Linked DNA regions of Mus musculus: region 2 is linked to region 1. A link is a contact called in public promoter capture Hi-C data. All regions are on one chromosome and are shown on one strand. The core of a region is the stretch at or near the end of the contact, and the rest is flanking DNA. Distances in the headings are between cores, read along the strand shown. Region 1 holds the start of Anxa8 (annexin A8). Region 2 overlaps Gm52113 (a long non-coding RNA gene).

Region 1 (3,565 bases), core at 995-3,494:
AGTCTACTTGAGCATTCTCTGTAAAGTGCGTTAAGCATGTTGCTCAGCCTGCCACCTTCTCCAGCAGTCGTATTAGGAGCCTGGGCTTGGTGGCTTGGCTAGTAAGCTGGCACTTCACCCACAGCCTGGTTCACAACCTGAGCTCTGTCTACCTCCCCCACTCTTCAGATGATTCACACTTTTCCAGACACTGGGTTTTATTGGAATGTTTCACTGCAGAGAGCCTCACCCATAGACATGTGGGTTTTCTGAGGGGTGTGGGGTGGGCAGCATTTAAGTTCTCACTTCCTAGTTTCTCTGCCTGACCCAAAGAAGTGTCAGAAACTTAGTCATTGAGGAGTGTCCCCCATACCATTCTGGGACCTGTATTTGTCAGCAGCTCCAGGGGTGGCTCAGATATCACCACATTGAGAAGCCTGTCTCTCTTCCCTTGCTAAGGTTCTATAGAAAGAGATCAGCGTTCTGGGTGCCAAGGATGGGACACTGCCTAGAGTGGAGATTAGGAGGCATCTATCCCAGCTTCCATGTCAGCCTCAGGCTTCTGATGGAGCTACCCTGAGGCCAGTGATTCCAGACCATCACACACCCAGGAAAAAGGCAATTCAGGCAATTTTGGATGCTATGTCTAGAACACCGTCTGTCATGGGCATGCAGGATCTGGCATACTTTTGTCTGATCTCTTCACCACAAAGGGGGAACCTGTTTTGAAGACAGGCACTCTCTGTCACTCTTTTGACCTCTCCAGTCCTGTATTTAATCCAACTTTGTACTCAGGGGACATTTGGTCCTCACTGGCAGCCTGGACAGATACAGAAGCCTTGCTGCCCTGAGTCTGCTCTCCCAAGGGTCAGAGATGCTGGATGACTGAGTGCATCCGGACCCAGGCTGCCCAGACCTAAACCCTTACTAGTGTGGCAGCTGTGGTACTGGAGTCTCCATTTCCACCCTTGTGTGTAAAGCCACCCATCCTACAGACTTGCTGTGAGGTTCCAGTGACAGTGGTGAGAGATGCCGACAGGAGTGTCCCCATCCATACAGAAGGTTCTGAGAGTACCAACCAATCCAATCAGGTCCCCAAGAGGATGGCCCCTGCCCCTGCCCTATGGAGTGCAGGGCCTAGAATCAGGCTATTTTGGCCAGCATCTGACTGCAGGAACTGCCCAACACTCAGAGCCCTGCTGTGTGCACCTGCACAAGGCGTATTGCCAGCAGCTGCTGTGAAGCTATGCACAGCCACTGCTCGGGCTGCTTTCTCCTGAGGGTCAGGATGATAGCTCATCTCTTCCTGCCTTCTAGTCTGTCCTATCTGTCCAGAGACGCCCCCCCCCCCTTCCCGGGGCATCTACACCTACAGCTTCTCTCTGGGTGGTGGCACAGCAACAAAGATTTTCCTGAAGCTGGGCCAACTTGGATCTTCTGCCTATAAGGAGCCCGGAGACTGTGCAGAGACTTTGGGCTTTCTCTAGTCTAAGCTGTCCGAGGGACCTGAGCAAGCTACCTGGTGTCCCAGAACCTCAGCTTTTCCCTCTTTGAGTGCCCCAGCTGGGACGAGGAAGGTGCATAGCACATGTAGCCGTGTGCCTGCCCATGAGGTGTTTCGGCTGTACATGTGGGTAGAGGTGGCTCCGTACTGTTTGGAAGTCGAGCTCCAACCCCTTAGCCTGTCATTCAAGTCCCTCGATGTTCCTTCCATCCGGGATCCTCTCCAGACCTAGATCCAACCCATCTGAACATTCAAATGCTCAAACAGGGCAATGTTTTCCAAAGTCAACTTCCTGGGCCCCCTAGCGCCTTTCACACACTGCTACTTCTGCAAGGAGCAGCCTGCTAGAGTCTCTCCAAGCACAAACTCACACATTGCACATATCCACAGAGGCACTAAAGTAGCTTTTCCCCTACAGAAGTCTCCCTCTGGACACTCGAATCCTTTAGCTTTCTCTTTGCAGTTAAAAATTAAAAAAAAAAATGTTCTTGTTTTATTTTTAACTGTCTTACCTTTCAAACCTTAACTTTTCTAAGCGTGGACAGGGTTTTTCTCCCAGTTTCCTCACCGGGACTTGGCCTCGCAGGTTCAGCTTTACTTTTTGTGTCCTCCACACTCCCAACAAGGACTAGGGACCCATCTCCCCAGACCATTTCAACTTACCCAGGCTTTCCACCAGGCCATCCTGTCTGCTGCTTTTCCCAGGGAGATGAAGAAACACTAGTTGGCCTCTGCTCAGTGACTGGACACAGCTACTCCCCGATAGTAGGTGTGGTTGTGTACACAGGTCCAGCCCCACCCAGCCCTCCCTCCCTCCACCTCAGGCTCCGCTTGGCTCTGGGCCCCTCCTGTGACTCCCAGACCCCACCCAGACACTGCCCGGGCCTGCCCTGAGAATGTTTGGGCTGTGGCTGTCACATAGCTTGGAAACTCTGAGGTAGCGTTTGAAAGTAAACATGGCTATAGCTTCTTGAGGTTGGCTAGACCTCAATCACAGAGAGAAGGGACCGGCAGCGCGCAGCCCTTCTGCTTACTGCCATCTTTGCATACTTAGCAGCACAATGAGTTCAGCAAAGGACACAGAAACAGCCACCCCTATTCCCTGGGGTGCACTGTGTCTAAATTCCTCTTTAACCATCTTGTAACGACGGATCCTTGGGTCATGATCACAGTCTTAGGAAGCAGGTATGAGTTCCTGTGCTAGAGGGAACCATTCGCAAGCACCTAGATTATTTGCTTAAATGACAGTTGTTGTGACAACAGAGTGACTGTGTACCAACTCTCATGGGGTGAGAGGCTGCTGCCTCCCATGGGGAGGGGCGGGGTAGGAGATGCTAGTTGCCAAGGGGCAGGAGTACTATTCCCAACTAGCTTCCAAGAAGCTCAATTTTGGGAATTTCCTACTTTTCTTCAACTCTCCCTCAGCACAACTCTTCTTATAGGATCCCTTAACTAAGCTAGCTCCTAGCTAGCTACCTTTCAGTGTGAGGCTGCTGCCTCTGGGAGCATCACCCAGTTCCAGGAAGGCTCCTAAAGCTCTCAGCCCTCATGATGACTTTTAAATCCAAGGAAACCTTGCAGAATGTTTCTTTTTCTTTCTGAAGGGTCAGGTTTTAATGTCCCAGTCTTCAGCCCCAGCCAGTCCTGACAGCCTTGCTTCATTAGGGCCTTCTGTACTGGCTGCCTCAGGCACCAATTCCATGTCCAGTCCAGTTTTAACTGGTCCATGTAGAGGCCTATAGCACAAGCCCAGAACAAGCTGGAAGCCAACACTGCCCTCATACCAGCAGCAGGACCTGCAAGCCACAGTTGCCTGGGTCCCCAGCAGTCTACACACGAGGCTCGACCCTACATTATGTACAGGCTACCCAGCATGAAGAAGCCATAGGCAGTTTCCCGGTCCATGTCACTCTGCATGATGCCAGGAGTCCATTTCAGAACCAGGAGAGAAAGCTGTCTCATATGCCCTGCAGAGGAGTCAAGCATCTCATGATCCAGCTCAGACCCCATTGTGGGGCCACCGAGGTTGCAGAACAGCCTTTTATGAATGGTCCCGTGATGTGAAATGTTCAAAGTTCCCAC
Region 2 (3,436 bases), core at 257-2,756, 530 kb before region 1:
CCCCCTGGCAAGGCCTCCATTTTCCTGTTTCTAGTCAGCCAAACTCAGTCTCTGGGATGGGGAATGTAACTCAAAGCCTTTGCCTAGTATTCACAAAATCCTGGGGCTGAGCCCTAGCACTGCATAAAACCAGGTGTGGTCATGCATGCCTGCAACTGAGGCGGTAGATACAACAGAGAAGAAAGGTCTCCTGGAAATGGAACATTTGAGATGTTGGGAAGACCTCTTCAGATAGCAGGCATGGAATCTACTTTTGAAGGAACTCAGGAGTCTCCACTCCTGTGGTAGACCCTTACTTGTGACTATGGAGGCAAACTCCAACTTGGACCAGGGAGGGACACTGAAAACACCTAGACAGAGCCCAACAGGAGTCAGCGGCACAGAAAAGCACAGTTATTATCTGTGAACAGGTTTTTTGAAGCCTTTTTACTAGAAGCTGGTAGACCCCTCTCCTTGAATCTGCAAGTTTGCTTCTGAAGTTGGGCTTGTGGACAGTAGGCACAGCCATTAGCACACTGTCCCTCCGAGAGACTGCTTCTCTTTGTGTTCTTATGTCCCTTTCTTACCTGTCACTTGATCCTCCCCATATTTCATTCTTATTTTATCCCGTGTGTGTGTGTGTGTGTGTGTGTGTGTGCCCGCCCTGCACGTGTGTCATGGTATGGGGGGGGGGGGTGTCAGAGTTCAACCAACATGTGGGTGGTGGGTAGGGAGGCTTCACCTCTGTGAAAACAGAGGTGCGGCCTTTCCCATCTCTGCAGCCTGGGTAGCCAGCCTATCCACACTTCACTTTTCAGAGCCGTGGTGGTCCTCTCTGGGTGGACTGAGGAGCCTCTGTAGGTAGGATGTTCCTGTGGGTGGAACTCTCCAGGATCCACCACTCAGACCCTGAAGCAGATGGGCCCCCTGCGTGTAAAGTTGGCACATGATGTTCCCAAGGGCAACCCAAGGCTGGGTGGGACCTGTGTGGCCAGGGAAGGGAGCCTCAGTACACCAGGTAAATACTTCCCTACGCCCCAAATCCTCAAAGGAATTCTTTGTTTCTGCACTCCTGTGTTGACTTAGCTGAGGAATGCAGGGTGTCGCAGAGAAATGCTCACTGGCTTGTTTTTTTGTGGCTTGCTCAATTTTCTTATATAATTGGCTGGACCCTCCCACCTCAATCATCAATCAAGGTGTTCATACATATTAAAAAAAAAAAAACTAAGGGACCTCCCAGGTAGTCTCAGAATAATTAACCACCCACAGAACAGCACTAGGCAGATCTCCCCTCCTGTCTTCTCAGAGTCTGTCTCTGCTTTGGTCCCTGAGTGATGACTAGCTTGTGAAGCCTAGTTCCATTCACGAGTCACAAAGCATTGCTTCTCCTGTTCCCTATTCCAGACTCAGTATCCTTCACTTTGTATAGAAGGCGGAGCTGATAGCAGAAGTCCTTGGAGAGGAGGGCTAGTGAGGTGACTCAGCAGGTGAAGATGCTGGCTGCCCTACCAAACTACTAGTCCGTGTGGGACTGTCCTCGGGGCGATGCGGAAGTGCCTGCACTGCCGGAGGTAAACAAGTTCCTGCCCCCACCGAAACAGGAGCAAACAGGAGGTTCACGTTCCCACCGCTTTGCAACACTGTTTCAGTACCTCCCCTCCCCCTCTTTCCCAGGCGCTAGCTGATGGAGGCCAACACCAAAGAATGACCATCATCTCCCCCACCAACGCTGGCGAACCTTTCTCTTTTCTCCTGGGTAATAATACTGTGTCCCAGGCTTGCTCAGCGGGTGGCCATAGGAGTCTGGGAGACCCGGTCCAGTGGACAGGGTTTTGGGGTTCCGCTTAGAGTTGCTTCAGTCTATAGAAAGCTGAGCCGGGCTCTGCCTCTTCTATCGCATGACCCCCACCCGGTGGTGGTGTCCCCAAGAGGAGATCACCCGGATTCCCCCCACCCCCTTCTACCTCTGCGCAGAGGGAACGCTGCTACTTTCGGAGTTGTACTCCTTGGTCCGGGATATTCCTAGACCCTGCGCCTGAGGGGCTGGGAGCGCAGCGCTTTGTTATTCAGCCGGAAAGATGCCCCAAGAATTAAAAGACTTTATAAAATGTAGGTTGACTACACCACCTGCACCTGCCTTCATTGTTGCTCTCTCACAGAATTTCAGAAATGCGCTAGGCCTCCTGGTGCATGCCTATAATCCGAAGGCAGGACTCCTGGGGTTTGAGGCCCTGTGACACGTAGAAAGACCTTGTTTCAAGAAATTTAGAAATACCAGCATATTAAAGACGCCTCCCCCCCCCCAAAAAAAAGACATATCCAAAACTATGGGTCTTTGGGCTTTTGTACGACTCCTATTAGGAGTTACGAACACGTGTGAAATTACCTCAGATAGGGGACCAAAAACAAACGAAACAACATTGCTCCTAAATCCAACTTGTTGAGCAAATAAGTAAATTACAGTCTGGGAACTGATACTCTCAGAAGAGGGGGGAAAATCACATCTATATTAAAGATTTTGCAATACCAATTAACTGATTAGAACTTTGTGATTTGGAGAGTTGGAATGTTGCAGAGCCAAATTTCTTGGACTACTTCAGTGCCCTTAGTAAACATTCATTATCCATCTTTGTCTAACATCTTTACATCTTTGAGGCAGTCATGTGAAGCCTTTTAAGAAGTGTTGACTTACTCGATCGCTAGTTTCTATCTACCTGAAGCTAACAGTGTCACTCACTGTTAAATTACTTCTGGTGTCTATATCTGAGGTTTTTCTACTGGGTCCCTGGTCACCTGCTTTCCCCATGGAGGCATCTAACAGTGTCTTGGTTTATGATTTCCTTTGGTCTATTACCATAAAATTTGCATGAAACTTGTATATCCTCCCTCTTCCAGACAAAAGTGTCTTAAGACCTGTTGCAGATGAATGGCAATCCCTGGACCCTTGCTAGTGCCCGCTAGACTCGCTGCCCCCCCCAACCCCTCCCCTTACACAAACTAGGTCAGAGTAGAACACTGTTCACAGCCACACAGAGTAGAACATTTGTCACAGAGGGCTTAACACATCCCAGGCACTGAAAGGCTTGAAAATAAGCAGACTGTAGAAGAGATAAACTCACGCATAGTCTTGACTGAGAAATAAACAACTGTAAGTGGCAGATGACATTAAAGCCTGCACCACTTTAGTGTTTGGCACATGTAGAAAAGAAGGGAGGAGCCTGCGCACTGGGTTCTAAGAACTGTTTTCTGCGCTCCTCAGCACGCTGGCATTGGTCTGAGACTGCACCAGACTTTGTAAAATGATCTGCCTCTTCACTCCTTATAGAAAGTGGGGTCTTATTCTTCACATCAAATATAGCACTTCTTTTTAAGTTTATGGAAGTACACTGTCACTGTCTTTAGACACATCAGAAGAGGGTATCGGATCCTATTACAGATGGTTGTGAGCCACTATGTG

The links. Promoter capture Hi-C pulls out the DNA fragments that hold promoters and counts their contacts.
Region 2: a promoter capture Hi-C map of embryonic stem cells shows a contact between it and region 1, with 3 times the contacts expected there. The contact joins the enhancer-like site here to the promoter of Anxa8 in region 1. A contact is called at or near these places in 12 of 39 promoter capture datasets (the HPC-7 cell line, cranial neural crest, embryonic stem cells and 6 more) and 1 of 484 Hi-C or Micro-C datasets (cortical neurons).

Annotation. Positions count from the first base shown.
Region 1 is chr14:34,084,658-34,088,222 of GRCm38.p6, reverse strand. Anxa8 (annexin A8) reads right to left here and starts at 2,244. Exons shown (of 12, transcript NM_013473.4): 1 at 2,147-2,244. The coding sequence starts at 2,167. All of the region lies in intron 1 of A630023A22Rik (RIKEN cDNA A630023A22 gene), which reads left to right.
Region 2 is chr14:34,613,366-34,616,801 of GRCm38.p6, reverse strand. It overlaps Gm52113 (a long non-coding RNA gene), which reads left to right. Exons shown (of 3, transcript XR_003951117.1): 2 at 1,384-1,550; 3 at 1,654-2,191. Among named protein-coding and RNA genes, the nearest start is that of Gm52113, 5.3 kb to the left of the region's middle. Within about 2 kb of position 1,506, at least 58 of the 459 cell types and tissues checked have an H3K27ac peak or open chromatin away from gene starts, as enhancers often do. A contact at or near this core is called in embryonic stem cells, where this site is marked.